Regions from separate parts of the Hordeum vulgare genome. Here regions 2 and 3 are each linked to region 1. The links are chromatin contacts, called in public Hi-C maps. All regions are on one chromosome and are shown on one strand. Each heading gives the region's core, a stretch centred on a gene start, on an enhancer-like site or on the middle of the called end of the contact. The rest is flanking DNA. Distances are from core to core; before and after follow the strand shown. Region 1 has its middle 200 kb from the start of LOC123444043. Region 2 overlaps LOC123444041 (ribokinase). Region 3 holds the start of LOC123444042 (probable WRKY transcription factor 48).

What was found. A called contact is a pair of places that touch in the nucleus more often than the background predicts.
Region 2: a contact with region 1 is called in a Hi-C map of leaf, with 2.7 times the contacts expected there. The contact joins two enhancer-like sites. A contact is called at or near these places in 3 of 6 Hi-C or Micro-C datasets (leaf and seedling).
Region 3: a contact with region 1 is called in a Hi-C map of leaf, with 5 times the contacts expected there. The contact joins the promoter of LOC123444042 here to the enhancer-like site in region 1. A contact is called at or near these places in 3 of 6 Hi-C or Micro-C datasets (leaf and seedling) and 1 of 1 datasets of contacts at active chromatin or transcription factors (embryo).

The regions. Positions count from the first base shown.
Region 1 is chr3H:416,976,885-416,979,460 of MorexV3_pseudomolecules_assembly, reverse strand. It overlaps the pseudogene LOC123440073. Among protein-coding and RNA genes, the nearest start is that of LOC123444043, 200 kb to the left of the region's middle. Within about 2 kb of position 1,285, at least 3 of the 3 cell types and tissues checked have open chromatin away from gene starts, as enhancers often do. A contact at or near this core is called in leaf and seedling, where this site is marked.
Region 2 is chr3H:416,487,557-416,490,132 of MorexV3_pseudomolecules_assembly, reverse strand. It overlaps LOC123444041 (ribokinase), which reads right to left. Exons shown (of 5, transcript XM_045120643.1): 3 at 2,340-2,535; 4 at 2,106-2,251; 5 at 1,525-1,720. The coding sequence ends at 2,151. Among protein-coding and RNA genes, the nearest start is that of LOC123444041, 10 kb to the right of the region's middle. Within about 2 kb of position 1,307, at least 3 of the 3 cell types and tissues checked have open chromatin away from gene starts, as enhancers often do. A contact at or near this core is called in leaf and seedling, where this site is marked.
Region 3 is chr3H:416,547,496-416,550,071 of MorexV3_pseudomolecules_assembly, reverse strand. It overlaps LOC123444042 (probable WRKY transcription factor 48), which reads left to right and starts at 1,272. Exons shown (of 3, transcript XM_045120644.1): 1 at 1,272-1,984. The coding sequence starts at 1,584.

The DNA.
Region 1 (2,576 bases), core at 36-2,535:
ATATCAGCACTATATTTATGTTTGAATGGATGTATCAGTGCGTCATCACGCTTGAAATAAATCCAGTGTGCGTTTATCTGCCATACCAATAGTCCTGCCATTTGGGAATGCATTTTATTTCTTTGAAAATTACTGACTTAGTACTTAAGATGGTGGTTTTTTTCTCCCGTTGCAACGCACGGGGCCTTTTGCTAGTGCCCTTTATTTTGTGTAATGTTTTCCTGATTCTTTTCTGTTTTACTTTTATTTTTATAAAAATGCGTGAAGTTGTTTCAACTCGATGATTTTTTAAAATATTATGAAGTTCTTTTTCAGTTTTGATGAATTTCCATTCAAATTCAACTGAACATTTTTTCAAATTCAATGAACTTTTTACAAACCCACTGAAAAAAATGAAAATTCAGTGAACCTTTTGTCAAAATCCATGAACTTTTAAAAAAAATCGATGACCTTTTTTCAGATTTGATGAACTTTTTTTAAAAATCCATGAAATTGTTTAAAAAAAATTATGCATATTTTCAAATTTGATGAACTTTCGTCAAAATCCATGATCATCTTTCAAATTTGATGAACTTTTTCTCAAAGTCCATGAAGTTTTTTTAAAAACATCGATGAACTTTTTTCAAATTTTATGAACGGTTTTCAAAATCCATAAACTTTTTAAATATTCGGTGAACTTCTTGTCGAAATCCATGAAGTTTTTCAACTCGATGAATTATTTTGCAATTTTAAATAATTTTTTCAAATCGACAAACTTTTACCAAAATTAATGCACCTTTTAAATTGGCAAACTTATTGTTTGAAATCAATGAAATTTTTGTAAACTGATGAACATTTTTCAAATTAGTGATTTTTTTCAAATTTCAAGAACTTTATCCTAATTTTTTGGAACTTTTTGCAAATTCGTGAAGTGTTCGCAAATTTCTATATTTCTTTTCAGTTTACACGAACCTTTAAATTTTATTAACTTTCTTCAAATTCACATTTTTATTGTGGATTCATTTTTCATTTTTTTTCATTTTACCATAAAATATTCTGCATAACAGGTTGGTAAATAATAAGAAGGTTTTGTCATTCGAATCGACATCGGGACAGTTCGACCTTGTGGCTATGGTCGTTGGTTTGGGTACACGCAGGCACGGATCGACTCCTGATTCTTCCATATTTTGAACCCTTTTTTTCGATAACGTTCCTCGCTCCTCACTGTGTCTTCTGGGCTAGCCCATTACACGAGGCATGCGAGTGTCAGTATCGCTAGCCGGCGACCTCAGCATCGAACAAGAGCACCCTGCTCCGTGGAGCTCCTGCCGCTCTTTGCTGCACGGAGTCCTGCGTCGCGGAGGGGGGTGCCACAACTGGGCTGGCCCAGCTTCGTTTCCATTTTTCTTTTACTTTTTTCCTTTTCTGCTTATTTCCTTTTTTGGTTCGTTTTTCTTACCTTTTTCCTTTTCTTTTGGAACCATGAACAAATTTGGAATCGCGAACAATATTTTTGTACCTTTTCTTTTGAAAAATCGTGAACAAATTTGTTACTTGTTTATTCTTTTTTGTGTTACTTTTTTCCCTTTTTTGTTACTTTTTCCTTTTTTGTTACCTGTTCTTTTGAAAAATCATGAACAAATTTTGAAGCACGAACAATGAAACGAACAATTTTTGAATCTTTAGAACAAAATTTTAAGAAGGAGAACAATTTTGAAAAACCCAAGCAAATTTATAAATGCGAAAAAATTTAAAGCACGAACATTTTTTCAGTTTTGAGAACAAATTTTGTAACCGAGAAATTTTTACAAAAAACCCGAATAAATTTGGAAGAGCGAACACATTTTTAAAGCATAAACATTTTTTGAATCTTGAGAACAAAATTTTGAAACGGAGAACAATTTTCAAAATGCCTGAACAAATATTGAAGTACGAATAATTTTTAAAGCATGAATATTTTTTAAACTTGAGAACAAATTTTAAAAACTAAGAACAGTTTTGAAAAATCCTGAACAAAATTGGAAACGCGGACAATTTTAAAAGAACACGAACATATTTCTAACTCATGAACAAAATTTAAAAATTATGACTTTTTTTATAATGAGAGCATTTTTTGAAATACGATCATTTTTACAATCTTTTGGTTTCTTGCAGATGCTTTTTTGTATTTAGGATCTTTTATGAATTCACGATTTTTCTAATTCCTGAAAGAAACAAATTCGTGGAATTTTCTAAAATCATAATAAAATGCTAAATATGTGATTTGTTCTTAAAAATGTGTTGTTGTTTTTTCATATTTCTAACTATTTTCAGTTTCTTAAAATAATCTTTTTTTGTTTTTTGTAATCCATGAAGATGTTTTCTAAATAAAATCTCTGAGAAACTGAAAACAGCAGTTATTGGTTTTTTCCCATCCATCAAGCGAGCGAGGTGACGTGAGACACAAAAAACTGTCTTATCTTGTGAGGATGTGTGCGAGTGTCTTATCTTGTGTGCGAGTGTTGATGCTCCGTGGGCAAACCGGTGCCTGGAGCGCATCCCCTCTTCTGCTACTGGACCGGTCCATCGATTTGCCTTTTTCGTTCTATTTAAAAATA
Region 2 (2,576 bases), core at 58-2,557, 490 kb after region 1:
TTCCGTTGCAACGCACGGGCCTTTTGCTACAGTAGTATAAAGGAGGAACAGGATGGAGCGCAGGCGTCACGTCGTGCATTGATTAGCTTAGCTTGAACAAACTGGTTGGACAGAGGCATGTAGGAGTAGCTTTGAACGCAAGGGAAGTCAAGGCCACCGCTATAACTCCGCTCCCCGCAACGGCCATTGCTCCGCTGCATACCTCCAAACGACATGGCCGGCTGGCTGCTACTCCCTCCGTTTTTAAATATAAGATATTTTAAAGATTTTATTATAAACTAGATACGAAACAAAATGAGTGAATCTATACCTAAAATATGACTACATAAATCCGTATATAGTCCATAATGAAATCTCTAAAAGGTCTTATATTTAAAAACAGAGGGAGTACAAAGGAAGGTCTTGACTCTTGACCGGCCCGGCCAATCTGACTCTGACTCATGCCAAAACAAGAGAAAAATACCAGTGGCATCGAGATCCGAGAAGATCCAGATGAACGTACGTACATCTCTGCTACGGTCAAGCACGCATATATGCCTTTCCCCTTGCTCACCCGTATAGTACTACTGTCGTACGAGTACCATACCACTCTCCTGCTGCTACTGCTGCAGAGGTATGTGATCGCGGCACGGAAGCATATGTACATATATATACTGTAAATATGATATATAAATATAAATAGATTGATTAGGCGTGACAAGACACGTGCATTAACTATCCGGACGGTGTTGCGTTGCGTTGCATTGCATTGCGAGAGGAAGCTGGATTGCTAAGCCATCTGCGACAGCGACGTGGCCTTTGTTTTGTTGAGCGATCCACCATAGATAATTCATCCATCCATCCGTTGGTTTCGTCTCAGGTTGCAGCCTTGAGGAAGACTCAAAGTGGCCACACCACCACCACCGTCCCGGACGAGCTTAATGGCGAGCGGCCGTGCGATGCGATGCGATGGCTCCGTCACAGCAGTAGCGAGAAAGCACAAACTGAACCCATATTACCTCCCTCCCAAGGACGGACGGGCGTTCTGGGCGATCACTTACTCCCGGAAAGCGAGGCAAGACTGATGACAAGGAAAAAACAGAAAGCCGTGAGAAATGTTGGCTGTCGGTGGATTCGTCGGGAAAACGTTGGCCGTCGGCGTCGTACGGCGAGGCACATCAGACGTTCGATTGGACGGACGTCGTCAGATCAGATATCCCCCGGAAGTTGCACAAAACGTTACCAGCTACTGGATTCTGGAGGATCTACTAGCTGCCAGGAGCAGTCAGTCAGTCGAGCCGTGCGTCGTTCCTCCGGTGGCGACGGTGCAGCAGCGAGAGGCTTTTCACCGGTGGCGTGGCAGTGATCGGCCTGCGGCAACGGCGATCGGCAGCGGGCCACGACCGGGTCGAAAAAGACGGATGGCTATCGTTATCGATGACAGCATCGAGTGGTTAGCATCGGCCCGGCTTAGCAAATAAGATTACGATTTGACCTGTGCCAGAGTCGCCGTCGGAGCTCGGAAAGCTCCACCACGAGGCCAGATATGAAAACTGTTCATTCGATCTTTCTGAAGTGAAACCGTTGGTTCAGGCGTGCTTTTTTTTTATTTCGAGGGTGCGGGATTTGCTCCCGAAAATGCGTTTCCCTTTCTAGAATACTACTAACGCGTTACTGGGCTGGGGGCGGCACACGAGGGTGCGGAAGGAGCTCACTGGATCCGTCGGAATTTTAGCCGATCCTGCAAAAAGGAATGCTTGTTAGATTGGAGCTAAGACAATGACACCTTACTAACCGCCTTCAGCGTCACCGGTGCTTCACAGCAAAAAAGCAGCTCCTGCATTCAGGGCATGGTGGTTTTGCCAAGTTTAATGACTTCTAACAACGGGAATTTTCTCGGTCCAGAAGGATAACAGGCAATGCCTAACAGTAGAAATGCTATGGCGTAACAGGGAACGACTATAAAAGCAACAGACCTACAACTCCTGAACTTCTACGGAGGACGGCACGGCACGAGGAATGCCATTTTCTCTTATTTCCTCCGCCATAACTTGAAGCGGGGCCGCAAATATACATTGCCCGAAACAAAATGAACCCAGAAAGGAGATTGAGGCTTAACAGCTCACATTATTGCTGATGAATAGGGCGGCTAAAGTCACCATTTTCTCCGGTTATTCGGCTTGCACGGATTCTAGAAGGCTCATCACGGTTTCCCTGTCAGGCATGCTGGGAATGGCTCCCTTTACCCGAACACACAGTGAGGCGGCGGCGGCTGAAAAAAATCAAGAAAATAAAAACCTCAAATCAACATGTCAGCAATACATCAGAACCAATTTTTGACTGGAGGGTGCTTTTAGTACCAGCAAATCTCATGCACTCTTTCTTAGGCTTCCCTTCCACCAGAGCCACGGCAAAAGCTGACGTGAAGGTGTCGCCAGCACCGGTGGTGTCCACTACTTCTGTGGCGGGTATTATCGCCTGTCTAATTGGCTCCTCTCCCTCAACAAACAGAGCAGATCCTTGTGACCCAAGTTTAACCAAAACTTCTTTCACACCCTGCATACAGGTAATATCATCAATGTCCTACTACCTTGGGG
Region 3 (2,576 bases), core at 23-2,522, 430 kb after region 1:
CCCATCGCTTTTCACATGGGACGTCGGGACGCAGAGCTGGCGCCGCGCCGCGTACCACGGTCTCAGGCCAGGCGCACCGCCACGGCACACGCAAAAAACCGGTGCACGAGCTGGACAGCCGATAGATGTATATAGTATATCCTATGACGTGCGGCGTTCTCTGTTCGGATTCACACGCTTTATATGTATGCACAAACTGTGACCATGTTTGTATCGCTTCAATCGGACACTCGAAGACGTATATATATAAAGATTCTGAAAGTTGACGCACACGAAAATGAATCATGCCCTGAAACAGCAGACTCGAACGGAGCGGAAATAGACACTGCCGCTACTACTCCTTGCCCTTGCGATATAAACGATCGGATGGTATATATGCGTAGCATGCACTTGTCATGATTGTGGGAGCCGAGTGAGTGACCAAACAGTAGCAGTCTCACTTAAAACTTAGGTCCCCGGTCACTTCGATCCCTTTTTATGACTGGATTGGAGTGGATTGGATTTCCTCCATACGCGCCTCTCCTGCAGCGAAACGGGAGCCGAAACAGGGATCGATCGGAAGGACGACGTGCAGAGTCATGCACGCACCGTCTCCGGACGGAAACCGGCCCCACCTGCCACCGCCAGATGGACCCCGCGCATGTTTATTCCCTCGGTCTCTCATCGACGACATCGTATGGCATGATGCAATGCCACCGCCACAGCCTGCATCACCGGCCGTCAGCTCTACAGATCGAGATCGGAGGGCGCAGGGCAGAGATCACGCTGGCGTGGGCGCGTAGGGCCCGGTCAAAGGGCGACGCACACGTGTCATGCCCCATCCGTCTGAACGATTGACCGCGGAGCCCGCGCTTTGACCCCTAACATGTGACCGGCTACCGCCGGTGCACGCCGCTGACTCACCACAGCCCCCGCCCGTGACCGTGGACCGTTCCCACCCCCACCATTACATTACACTACTACACTACATTACGGTGCCATTAGAATTAGAATTAGTAATTATTATACTCGCTCTTGTAGCTAGCTAGGTCTGGACTCTGAGATCTAAGCATAGAGTATCTTGCGGTTAAAACCGAGAGGAAGAAACCAAATGAGAGGGAAAGAGGCCAAGGAAGGAATGGACATCTATCTCATCTATCTCTTCTCTTTTGGGCCCAATCAATTAGCCCTTGTTTCTTTCACAAAAGCAAGCCGAAAAGCCAATGAGAAAAAAAAAATCCCCCCACCCAACCATCTCCCTCTCTCTCTATACTACATCACCGCTCCCTCTCTCTCTCTCTGAATCCCCAAGATATAGCCAAGAGCTGCGCTCCGTCTCGTTCTCTTGCGTTGCGCGCACACACACACCTCTCGCTGTCTCCTCGGCTTGCCTCACTAATCACTGCACCACCATACCACCACTACTAGTACCTCCCCCATATGCTTGCTTCCCTCTCGATCCCTCTCCTCCTCCCTTCAGTTTCATAAGCCCAGCGCCAGCCACAGCCCCAATCCCAAGAGCAATCGAGATTCGGGCTCCTGCACCATCTATCTCCAACGGACAAGAGCAAAGCGATACACCTACCATACCATAGCTAGCGCCTATGTCGGGCGAGTTCCAGTTCCAGGACGAGCTCGCGTCGCTCTTCACGCACCGGCCTGGGCCGGGGATGCAGCAGCAGCAGCAGCAGGAGCAGCAGGCGTCCTGGCTCGCCGACTACCTGCAGACGCCCATGGACTACGACCTGCTGTGCAGGGCGCTGGAGCTGCCGGCCGAGGAGGACGTCGTCAAGAGGGAGCTGGTGGTGGACACCACGCCCAGCGCCCTCACTCCCAGCGCCGGCGGGGGGACGCCCAACGCCACGTCGTCCATGTCGTCCTCCTCCAGCGAGGCGGGAGGAGGCCTCTGCGCCGGAGAGGGGGACTCGGCGGGGAGGTGCAAGAAGGAGGACGGCGACGGGGAGGAAGGCAAGGGGGGCGATGAGGGTGACAAGACCAAGAAAGGGTGAGTTGGACTGCGTTAGTTTCTCTCTATCTCTCTCATTTTCCGTGCCTTGATCTGAAATCTTGGGTGACCCTTTTGGCGAGTTCTTGGTCTCTCTTTTCTGACTGCTGCCTAATCCGTGTCTTGGTTTTTCTGTGATCTTGGATCAAGATTTGGGGGCGGGCTAGATTTCGCTTCCCTGAATTGCTCGCTGGCCATTCATTCATTCATGCCTTTTCTGTTCTTTTATTTTGTTCTTTATTCCCCCTTTAAGGTAGTTTGGCCGGCTGGCCAAGGTGTGAACTCGGCTAGGGTTTCACACTCAGCTTGCATGCCTGAGCCTGACAGTCAACAATAAATAAATAAATACATACATATATACATAATCTGATTTTGATTACTTGCTTCATCTCCAAAATCTTGATCCAAACTTGATCCAGAACAAATTTACCTCTTGCATTTTTTGTACTACTTTTACATATGCGTTGTTCATTTTTCCTCTTGTACCCCATGTTATGTATGTATGGCCCCATCTTGCAAAAATCATGCCCAATAATCTCTAGAATGGAGCCACCCCCAGTTAAGACTTAAGAGACCCTCCCCCATCTAGGAT